Linked DNA regions of Danio rerio: region 2 is linked to region 1. A link is a contact called in public Hi-C data. All regions are on one chromosome and are shown on one strand. The core of a region is the stretch at or near the end of the contact, and the rest is flanking DNA. Distances in the headings are between cores, read along the strand shown. Region 1 holds the start of f11r.1 (F11 receptor, tandem duplicate 1). Region 2 has its middle 36 kb from the start of bco2a.

The links. A called contact is a pair of places that touch in the nucleus more often than the background predicts.
Region 2: a Hi-C map of an unstated tissue shows a contact between it and region 1, with 4 times the contacts expected there. The contact joins the enhancer-like site here to the promoter of f11r.1 in region 1. A contact is called at or near these places in 2 of 18 Hi-C or Micro-C datasets (hematopoietic stem cells and an unstated tissue).

What each region holds. Positions count from the first base shown.
Region 1 is chr5:30,443,180-30,448,499 of GRCz12tu, forward strand. f11r.1 (F11 receptor, tandem duplicate 1) reads left to right here and starts at 2,454. Exons shown (of 10, transcript NM_001004667.3): 1 at 2,454-2,504. The coding sequence starts at 2,462.
Region 2 is chr5:30,658,219-30,663,538 of GRCz12tu, forward strand. No RefSeq gene overlaps it. Among named protein-coding and RNA genes, the nearest start is that of bco2a, 36 kb to the right of the region's middle. Within about 2 kb of position 2,698, at least 40 of the 62 cell types and tissues checked have an H3K27ac peak or open chromatin away from gene starts, as enhancers often do.

The DNA.
Region 1 (5,320 bases), core at 1,204-3,703:
CTGCTGTGTTTATGACTAACTGTTTTTTCTAATGCTGTGTTTTCTCCAACCTAGATTATGTAAACAAATACCAGTGGATAAATTGTGATTTTGTGAGACCACACAGACTAAAAATGCATTAGAACAGACCTTACAAAAAAATGCCCTTTAGCATTTTAACAAACTACTGTGGACATTGTTCCTAAATCTGTTAATGTATTTAAAGCTTTAGAGCCAAAACTGACTTAAATTATGCAGAATTCTACTACAGTAGGACAAAACATAAAATAAAAATCAATGTTAAATAGAAAGTTTTGTCTTTTCAAAATAAAATAGTTCAACTGACTATATAAACATCAGAAATAAAAACTTCCCCCTCGGGCCCAAAAAACGTGACCTATTGACGCAACAATACATCTCAAAAAGGGAAATAAGGGAGTTAGACGCTATTATTCTTAAAGACAAAAAAGAGAAGCTGCTATTATTTTTGGTGCCATCTAACTAACACTTAGTTGTGTAAGAAGTTCCATGATCATAGTCTGCATAAATGGAGACTTGTTGCTTTCAGTAAACTGATAATTTGGGTCAGAAAAAAAGTACTCAGTAGCAGTAAATGAATGCTTTTCTATCTTCAGCTTATCCTGTTTAGGAAAAATTTCAAAAGTCAAGTACAAGCAATAAAACATTTAGCAATATTGTTGTAATAATTATAGATTTTTTAGTTTAAAAACACTCATAAATGCAAACATCTGGGCTGTTTGTTTAGTGTAATTATAGAACGTTTTGTTGTAAAGTGTGACCAATTATTAATTTTGGTGATTAATAAAACGATCTGTGTTGATTTGAATTTGTGTGGTGTATTTACAAAATATCTGAAATTAGTGTTGGTCTGCTTCATCCACTCGTAAGCTCAAGAATTAGCATTTCTTTGTGTATAAGTCTATTCTGGGTTTACTCCCCTCATATCTCCAAATTTGTAAAAAGAAAAAAAAAACTCTCTGTAGCCTTCGGTCTCAGGAAGTTTATTTATTGTCTGTATCAGTGGTGTGTACTAAAATGGGAAAAAAAGGCTTTTAAATATGCAGCACCTTTTCCATGGAATAACCTCCAAACAAAGTTTCAGTTTAAAGAGTTGGTTTTACTTCATGCTTTTAAGAAGATTTAAATGATTTGCAGTTTCAAACATCGGCCTGTAGATGTTCTGAATAGTTTTAACTGTCATTGTCTATTTTGGATGAATGTTGTCTGATTTTTGTTTCTATGTTCAACCCGTGTGAACTGTATACTGCCTAAGCTTGGCCAGGACACTCTTGTAAAAGAGATTGTTAATCTGAATGTGCTTTTCCTGGTAAAATAAAGGTTATGATGATGATGATAATAATAATAATAATAATAATAATAATAAAATGTTCAAAATATGTTATCAAATACAGAAAATCTCTCTCTTTTTAAAATGACATTTATTTTATGTGTTTAGGGGTAAGAGTAGACAGAAAAACCTCTGAAGACCAAACTCATGCTAATATTTACTTTTTCATTTTGAAACTGTCTCTGTCCAACCCAACAGGAAATGCCACATCATATTTACATAATGTGGTTAATATGCTTTGGTCGGGTGATGCTATGGTTGTTTTTCACTGGACAAAACCTTTTGTAATTCTACAGGTGAAAATAAAAGCACAACAGTGCAAAGCTAAAAAGTACTAGGCACTTTTATTTTCACACGAGCGATTTCATTCATTCAGAACAATTGTGATGATTTATCAACTCATTTTGATAGAAACTCAAGTTGATGACCTTCTGTCTCTGGGTTATATCTAGTTTCATTGGAATTGTTAATCTCATTTTATATCCTGAGCTGGGTTTTCTTGTGCGCCCCATGACATGAGGCCTAACTACATTGCCTCAGATAAACATGTAGAAACATGATCAACTGTTTTTCACATTGGCTACTGTAATAATGTCATTTTATAACGAGATGTATAAGATGTTTGAATATTGATTTTGTACCCGATGTAATACATACAACTTTCTAACTAAAACCCTTTTTGACAGTAACTAGGCTATCTCTAGCTTATGCTTCTCCACGCCCACTCACAGTTTCTTCCAGATCATGTTGGTTACTTCTAAAGTATGTATACAACATTCTCTTTAAGGATGTTTATTCAACAGTTCAGACATTAAAACTGATTTTTTTGTGTAATTTATCTGGCTTGCACCTGAGTTTACTTTCATGACGTCATACACCGGGGTGTCATGGTGCAGACGATCCAACCAATCACACACGGAACAGGTAAACACAGTATCGCTCAGAAGGGCGTTAGTTTCAGCCTTCCTTCTTATCTGGGCTCAGCTTCGTGAGTGCATAGCAAATACACAGCTAACGTTACTTCAAAGTTCGAGAAAACATTACAATCAAACGGGGATTTGTTTTTTCCTATAAGGAGACTTTTTCTGGAGAACTTATCATTTTGGAGTGAATATGTTGACCTTCGCCTTTGTGTGCTTCTCACTCTTCGTCACAGGTAACGTTAAGAGTCCATGTTTTCAGTGTTTGAACCATTTGTACTTTTGGTTTTCCAGTATACGTCGTGTCGTCAACTGCTGTCTTCCGTGAGCTTTTTAGTCAGAACTTTATAGTTTAAAACCGTACACGCGTAGGTTAAATTTAGCAAACTACTCCAATAACGTTACTTTAAGTCTGGACTTCAGTGAACCAGCTTGTAACGTTAAATGTCGAGTTACACTTGACTGTGTAACCGCCCGAACAGTGTGTAATATTTGATGACCTTATTTACACTCTTAAGCAACAACTCTGAACCGAGTCAACTTTGTTTTCGTAAGGGAATGCTTATATAGCAAATTTGTCCTGCTTTGTTGGTAATTTTAACGTAAGTTTTGTACTGAGCTTGAGAAGAAACAACAGTCTAATTATCACTGTATACACGGAAAAAAGGCCTTTCACGGCTCATCGATATCACCTGGAGAACCTGTATTTCCACCTCGCCCAACCCCCATCCGAAACCCGAGCTATATCTAACTGGGGAATTTACAACAGATGAAAGGTAACCCGGGACGCATGTTCAAATAGTTTAGTCGTCGTTTAATAAAGCGAAATTATTATATATTAATTTTAAACGTTAATGGTGGTCCGCCAGTGACGATAACAACTGTTAATAGTTGATGGTGAGTTAGAGCTGCGCGCATGCGCGAACAATATCCTGTTGAGCTACATATGAAAGTGTTGTTGCGAATACAACGTATTTGGGTATCATTTGTTTACAAGTATTATTCACAAAGCTACAGCCACTTGAAAAAATTGTTCAGCTTTTTAATTGTTCTTCACTGACTTTTACATTAACGTCTTTGTTGTTGTCATGATTTTTCCAACAAGTTTGAAGCCTTTAAAGGCAAAACCACTGAAATATATATTTTTTTCATACACCTGTCCATTTTGAGATTTTAATGAAGGCTGTTTACGGTTTTGTTTCTAAATTATGGAAGAAATACCTAAAGTTACTTCTGTAAACACACACACACACACACACACACACACACACACACACACACACACACTTTTGAACATGTCAAAGTTTTAACACTCTTTTGTCTATTTTCTTTATTAGTTATTTTCTAGGTTGAAATTTTATTGTATTTTATTTGCAGGCACTTAATGGTGAAAAGAACACCAACAGGTTCATAGTTTCACATACAATGACAGTCTATTCTAGTCTAAAATTTAAATAAGATCTCTAACCTGATTCATTTAGATGTTTAAACACAATTTTGGGGAAAAAAGTAAATACATTTTCTTCCAGCAATTCTAAATGTAGTGGTTAATTGTCACCTTTGATATCTTGCCTTGAAGTAAACATGATAGTTTCTCTTCTTGGTCTTTCTCACAGAAAGTAAATATGCTGACATGTTTGTTACAAATGAGTCTGTTGGCAGTGTGCTGTAAATAAAAACATTATGTCTTCAACTTTTTATACTGAGATGACCATCATCTGAAACATAGTAGAGCTATTCTGAAACATTTATGGTTGTGCAAACTATAGAGAACCTTTTGCATATGGTGTGTGTTCCCCTATATGAACTAAGAAGAAATAATTTGTCTTTAATACTTAGGAAGAATAATTAACCTTATTTTTCCCACAAAAGTAGTTGCTATAACTACCCAGCAAAACTGGTTGCTATAAATGTTCCTCCATTAATTTTTAGCCATGCAAAACTGCTTATTATTCTGCTTTGTTATTTTACTTTCATATTATTTAAATTTCAAGGTATTGTCATAAACACACACTTGTTTGAACATTTACTGGCATTTGTTATATTTAGTAAATTGCCCAGAGCAAGTTAATCAGAGGTCACAAAACAATTGCAGTAAAGATCTTACTTCAGCATTGTATAATAAGGTGAATCAGTTTCTTTAAATTAGCTTCTTTTAAACTGAAAAACAGCAAACCACAGGTTTCTGCTATGAGTCCATTGAAGGATTTAAATAAATAGTTAAATAAATAAATACACCCTAAGTTAAAATAAGTTGCTAATTGTGCGAATAAATATATTAAACATTCATATTCAGTAGTTCTAAAAATAAGTACAAAAATCCATTATTTAACTTATTAGAAATATAAAAAATATATGAGCAATTCCATGCAAATGTCAACCTTGCCATGAAAGTTTTCACCAAAATATGGAAGTCGTTTCTAAGTTTTTTGTGTAAGCAAGTATTTTAAAGTACTTTAGAAATACTCAAACATGTCTCTGTCAATGTTTTCAAACTATTATATTTGATTTACCAAAGGCCCAAGTGGCAATTTTACATGTCACATCCATAACAAAGAGATGTCACATCCATAACAACATTTTTTCCTAATAAATGCAAAAATATAAAATAAAATCAATTATGTTTGTTCTATAGAGAACCAACTCTTATCCTTTTAATTATCGTTATTTCTTTTAGGTCATGCAGTTTAATTCACAGAATATCTACAAAGTATGTTGTATACTTTAAACTCAGACTTTTTTGTCACATCCATGATGCATGTTTACTTCCCTCATTAAAAACATAAAAAATTTCACAGATTGGTATTTTTCTCATCCCAGAACTCTGTGTTCGGTTGTTCTCGAAAATATACAGCTGTTTCAATATAATGTTAACATACTTTCTATGTGAATTTATTTTTTGAGTGCTTCCTGCAAATGTCACATAACGCTGGAATTGCACATATATTTAAATCAAATTTATAATATACAGTAGTATATATATTTTTTATGAAATATTTTTTCCCAATTAACTATATAGATGCTTTTTATCATTTAGAATGAGGATGTGTGT
Region 2 (5,320 bases), core at 1,448-3,947, 220 kb after region 1:
ATGCGCTGCAAACCTTTTTAGAATTATGATAATACATTAAAATAATATTAGAAATACTGCTTTCAACGTCAAGCTGAAGAGAACTGAAATCTAATGACACTGGAAGCCTCGGCAGGCTTTTACTTTAGGTCAGCTCTTATTTTAAAGAGCAGATTAATATAATTTCCTACATTTTTTTCCATTTACAATAAATTGGTCACATTTTTTTAAATAAAATTTCCAAAAGAGGCTTTTCGTGGTAATACCATAAAGTACTTTCAGTGAAGAGTTCCTAAAACTTTTTTCTTGGCCTAAAAAACATTTTAATGATCCATAGAAGATTTCAGTCTATTTAGAACAAAAATGCTTAAAGTAGGGCCCGTGGGCCAAAATTGGTCTATTGTAACCTTTGATTTGGCCCACCATCTCACCTGAAAGTAAAGTGAGAATAATAGAGAGGGTTGGGGCAAATGCCTTTAACACAGTGATCATCTTTTCTAATTTGACGTAACCTTTTTTGCTGATTTTATTGCTTTTTATTTATTTTATTTATTCATTTATTCCGTTTCCTTTGGCTTTGTACCTTTATTCATCGGGGGTCTCCACAAAGGAATGAACCACAAACTTATCCAGCATATGTTTTACACAGCGGATGCCCTTCCAGCTGCAACCCAGTGCTAGAAAACATCCATACACTCTCATTCACACATACACTACGGCCATTTTAGCTTATTCAATTTACCTTTAGTGCATGTGTTTGGGCACTGTGGGCACCCAGAATAAACCCACACCAACAGGGGCAGAACATGCAAACTGAAATTAAGTGTTGTAAATGACTTAGATTTTTTAAAATGTAGATATTTTCACTTAATGTTTCGAGAACTATGCAGTAGACATCGGCGAGCAAATCAAGACAAAAACTAGTGTAATTCAGTTATAAATTAGATTGTTTTGCTTTTACTGTAATGAGTTAATTATAAAATGTGAAAAAATACAGTATTTTTCATTTTTAAACATTTTTAAACAAATTAGTAAATTACCCGTGGCAACTATATTTACCTTCGACCCACTAGCCTCAATCAAGTGTGGTTTTGGGCCTACATAAAAAAAAAAATTCTGAGCAATGGTAAAGTCTAGATCGGATAAAGTCACGGCCGGCCAGAAGTGTGATATGCACATTAATATAGCAGCATTTTTGTGACACTGTATAACAAAAATTTATATTTTCACAGTACTGTGATGGTTGGGTTTAGGATTGGGGTGGGGGTAGCCGTTAAAAATACAATTTATTGGGTAATTTAATAGCATGAATAATAATTATTACAACTACTGTTTTTACATTACTGTGACGGTTGAGTTTGAGGGGTGGGGGTAGACATTAAAAAGGGACAATAAATGGAAAATTTTAAAACTAATTCTCGTTAACTTCTGGCTGCAACAATCTAGCAACTTCCTTGAGCACCCCTGATTAAGAACCGTCTGTGGGATGAAATGATTCCATGGATAATGATGTTTTTTCATGGAACCATTGATGCTAACAAAGAACCTTTATTTAAAGAATGCACTCTTAACCATCACTTTCATTCATAGCTATATTTTTGCGAAGGAAGTTCAGTATTAACAGATTAGATTTGAGCTGCAAGCATGGAATTAATATTATATAGGCCAATATTATAAATAACCTCTTAAAGTAAAAGTTGATAGTATGTACAAATCTACAGGATTTACAGGACAAAAAAGTAAATGAATTGAAGTAAACTTTTCCACTGCTGCATTTTGTTTGTAACCATATGTTGAACAGCAGAACTGCTATCATCAGCTGTAAATCAGCAGATTTATAACTTAAATTTATAATAAAAACTCTTGTCCAAACAGGTTTTTGATATAACACTTACAACCGATCGTAAAAATGACTAACATCCACATTACTTTTAATGTTTTCTTTTATTATTTGCCCTTGTTTTCATATGAAATGTTTCATAGCGAATCCCCTTTTGAATCAAAAAGTGAAAAGCAACTTGAGTCTTTCGTCATTTGTTCATGTTTTATCCTTGATCTATTCATCGAATGCAATGCGTTCATACATTTTTAATTTCCCAATACTTTCTTCTAGCACCGTTGTATGTCTGATTTATGTTCTTGGCTATAAATTTCGTTCTGTTCCAGGCAGTGTGTGTAAGTGTGTGTGTGTGTTTGAGTTTGGCGGGATGTTTGCTTCACAGCGACTGTGCAGAACCTCTCCCAGGGTCAGTGAGTGCATGCTGTTACCCAGAATCCCTCACCACAGTCCTTCAGCGAAACGAAAAACATGCTGCTCCTTTAAGAGCATGAAACAGGAGCCGGCTGTGTGCCCCTACCAGAGACACACAGTCAGCCAAGAGAGAGAGAAAGAGAGAGAGAGAGTGGGGTGGGAAGGGGGGGAGGATAGAGAGATACAGCAAAGGTAATGCTGCAAAAATGAGAGGAAAAGTGTGATAGATGAGCGATCAGAAATGAGGAGGGATGACAGAGAATGAGCCGGAATCAGAGAGGAACCAGCAGGGGTTGAAACGCAGAGGCAAATGAAGGAAAAAATAGAGGGAATTCTCCTTCAGGAAGCTGCGCGGTCGCAATTATTTGTATTGTAATTTTAGTTTGTCGTGCTGAAAGGATAGAGTCGCTATTGTTGCTAGGAGAAAAAAGGTGCAGTCCTCTCTTATTGGCTACAAGCATTAGCTCCATTATCCAATGGGAGAGCTGGAGTATTGGTGAGAGCGACAGAGTAGAGAGAGAGCAGGCCACACTGAAAGACCTGATTAATATGTTAGCCATGTTTTACGGGTTAAAATAAGTCTGGGAGTAAAATGTGTTGATAAAACAATGGGGAGGATGGAGTCCGTGTTGCTGTTTATGTCTAGTAAAGCACGCAGTGGTTTCCTGGGATTGCGTTGCCATTTTTAGGTGTGTACCAATGGAACAGCCAGGTTCTGGATTTAGAATACTATTAGAAATGTTGTTTAGTTGCAGCACTTTAATTACAGTTCTACGATAAATGACTAATCTGCAGGGTAGTTGTGTTCACTGCAAAATAATCCTGTTGTTCGTTTAGATTTATTTATTTTGCTTGTTTTAAGAAAAAACTCACTTCAATTTGGCATATTATTTCTTAAAATAAGACAATGTTTTTAGAAAATGCTTCCTGAATTTAAGATATTTGGATATTTAGGTTTAAAAAAAGCATTTTTGCAGTGCATTTGCATGTGTATTGTCTGCTTGAATTATTATGAACTTTTAAGAGTTTTGTAGAAAATTATTTGCATTTCCACTATTAGCAAGTGACTGGTTCTCATGCTAGTGGCGTTAGATGCCACATTAGATGCACATTTAGTTTGCTCTACCTAAAATTATGAACAGTTGTGATTTTAGTTTGCATTAAACACCGATGTGGTGAATGCTTGACCACTCCTGGGAAAGTCATTTTATGTTTATTATTGGTGCTTTGTAAGAATGAAACAACATTTTGTTAAATTAGTCACTAAATTTAATGAATTCATATGATACTATTTCTATATTTTCGTCAGATGTGCTCATGCCAATTTTCTACAAATTTAAAATGTGCACAAGAGTTAGTTCTGACTTGTACTTGGCATATGAAAATATAAACAAATAATTGATCTTGCAAAAACTTTCATACATTTTAATGATCCCATACTTAAAATGGAGTAGTTAAAAGGATAGAGGCAAAGCATTTAAAATGTGTTCCAAAGATAAAAATGTAGCTGCACAGCTATGTAGATGCTTCATTTTTGAATGGGTCATCATTTGATACTTATTCTAAATATGCCTGAAAAGATGTTTTGGTACATGAACTAAATGACAATTTACAGGCTGTCTACTGTAAGACGTTTACTAAACGCCAATTCAGCTAAATCACCCACTAATGTACTGAAATGCTAAATGTTTTCCAATGAGATCGAGTTAGAAGTAGTGTTTTATTTCATGACATACATTTTTGTACCAATATACAATGAGGTTGGGACGGCATGGTGGTGCAGTCGGTAGCACTGTCGCTTCACAGCAAGAAGGTCGCTGGTTCGAGCCTCAGCTGGGTCAGTTGGCATTTCTGTGTGGAGTTTGCATGTTCTCTCTGTGTTCGTGTAGGTGAATTGGGTAAGCTAAAGTGCCCGTAGTGTATGAGTGTTCTGGTCCTCCAGGTTGGAGGTTGAGAGTTAGGCTAATGACCCACCTCGTAAAAAGTAGATGTTATAAAACACCAACATGGTGCGGCTAAATATTAACTTTGATATAAAAAACATCCCTGGGAGTAAGTACATACAGAGTTTCAGACACAATAAATACAAATATGCAACATTGGAATGTTTTTGAAATTTAGTTTGCAAATCCTTCAAGTTTGTTCTTCAACAGATTCTACTTATTCTACAACTGTAATTTGAACCCTAACGATCTACTAGTACTCTACTTAAAGACTTAATCATTTGGACTATAGTTGACATGTTGGAACTTATAGTGAATAGCATGTGTAAAGGGCAACATCAAAAAAAAAGTGTAACCATAAACGCACATTAAAAATATCAGCTTCCTGCCCAGTCTGCATTACATAGTATTGTCATATTTCTTCAGTCCATCGAATTGCATTACAATAACAGTTCAATGTTTGTCCTGTCAGCATAAAATGGGTCAAATATAAAAAAAAAGAGTTTTCAACGTATATTAAACCTTGTTTCTATGAATTAAAAACACCCAAGAAAAAAATGTAACTCATTATATTAATAGTTTTATATCAGAAAAATATTGGCAGGCGTTATTATTCATTCATTAATTTTACTTTGGCTTTGTCTTTATTTCAGAGGTCGCCACGGTGGAATGAACCATCAACTATTCCAGCATATATTTTACACAGCGGATGCCCTTCCAGTCGCAACCTAGTACTGGGAAACATCCATACACACTCATACACTAATGCACTACGAATAATTTAGTTTATTCAATTCACCTGTACCGCATGTCTTTGGACTGTAGGGGAAACCAGAGCACCCAGGGGAAACCCACGCGAACATGGGGAGAACATACAAACTCCACACAGATGCCAACTGGCGCTGTCGGGAATCAAACCAGCAACCTTCTTTCCATGAGGCGACAGTGCTAACCACTGAGCCACTGTGCCGCTACCAAGCATCATTAGAGAAAGAATAATCATTCAATGACATAAAGGACTAAAAAAGGGAATGTTCAGTCAAAGTAAAACTTTAAAGCTGTTAATAATAAAGCTGTTGAAGAGAAAATAAGAGGTTTTGAAGAATGTTGTAAACTGGTAAACATCACAATTAATAATAGACAAAGC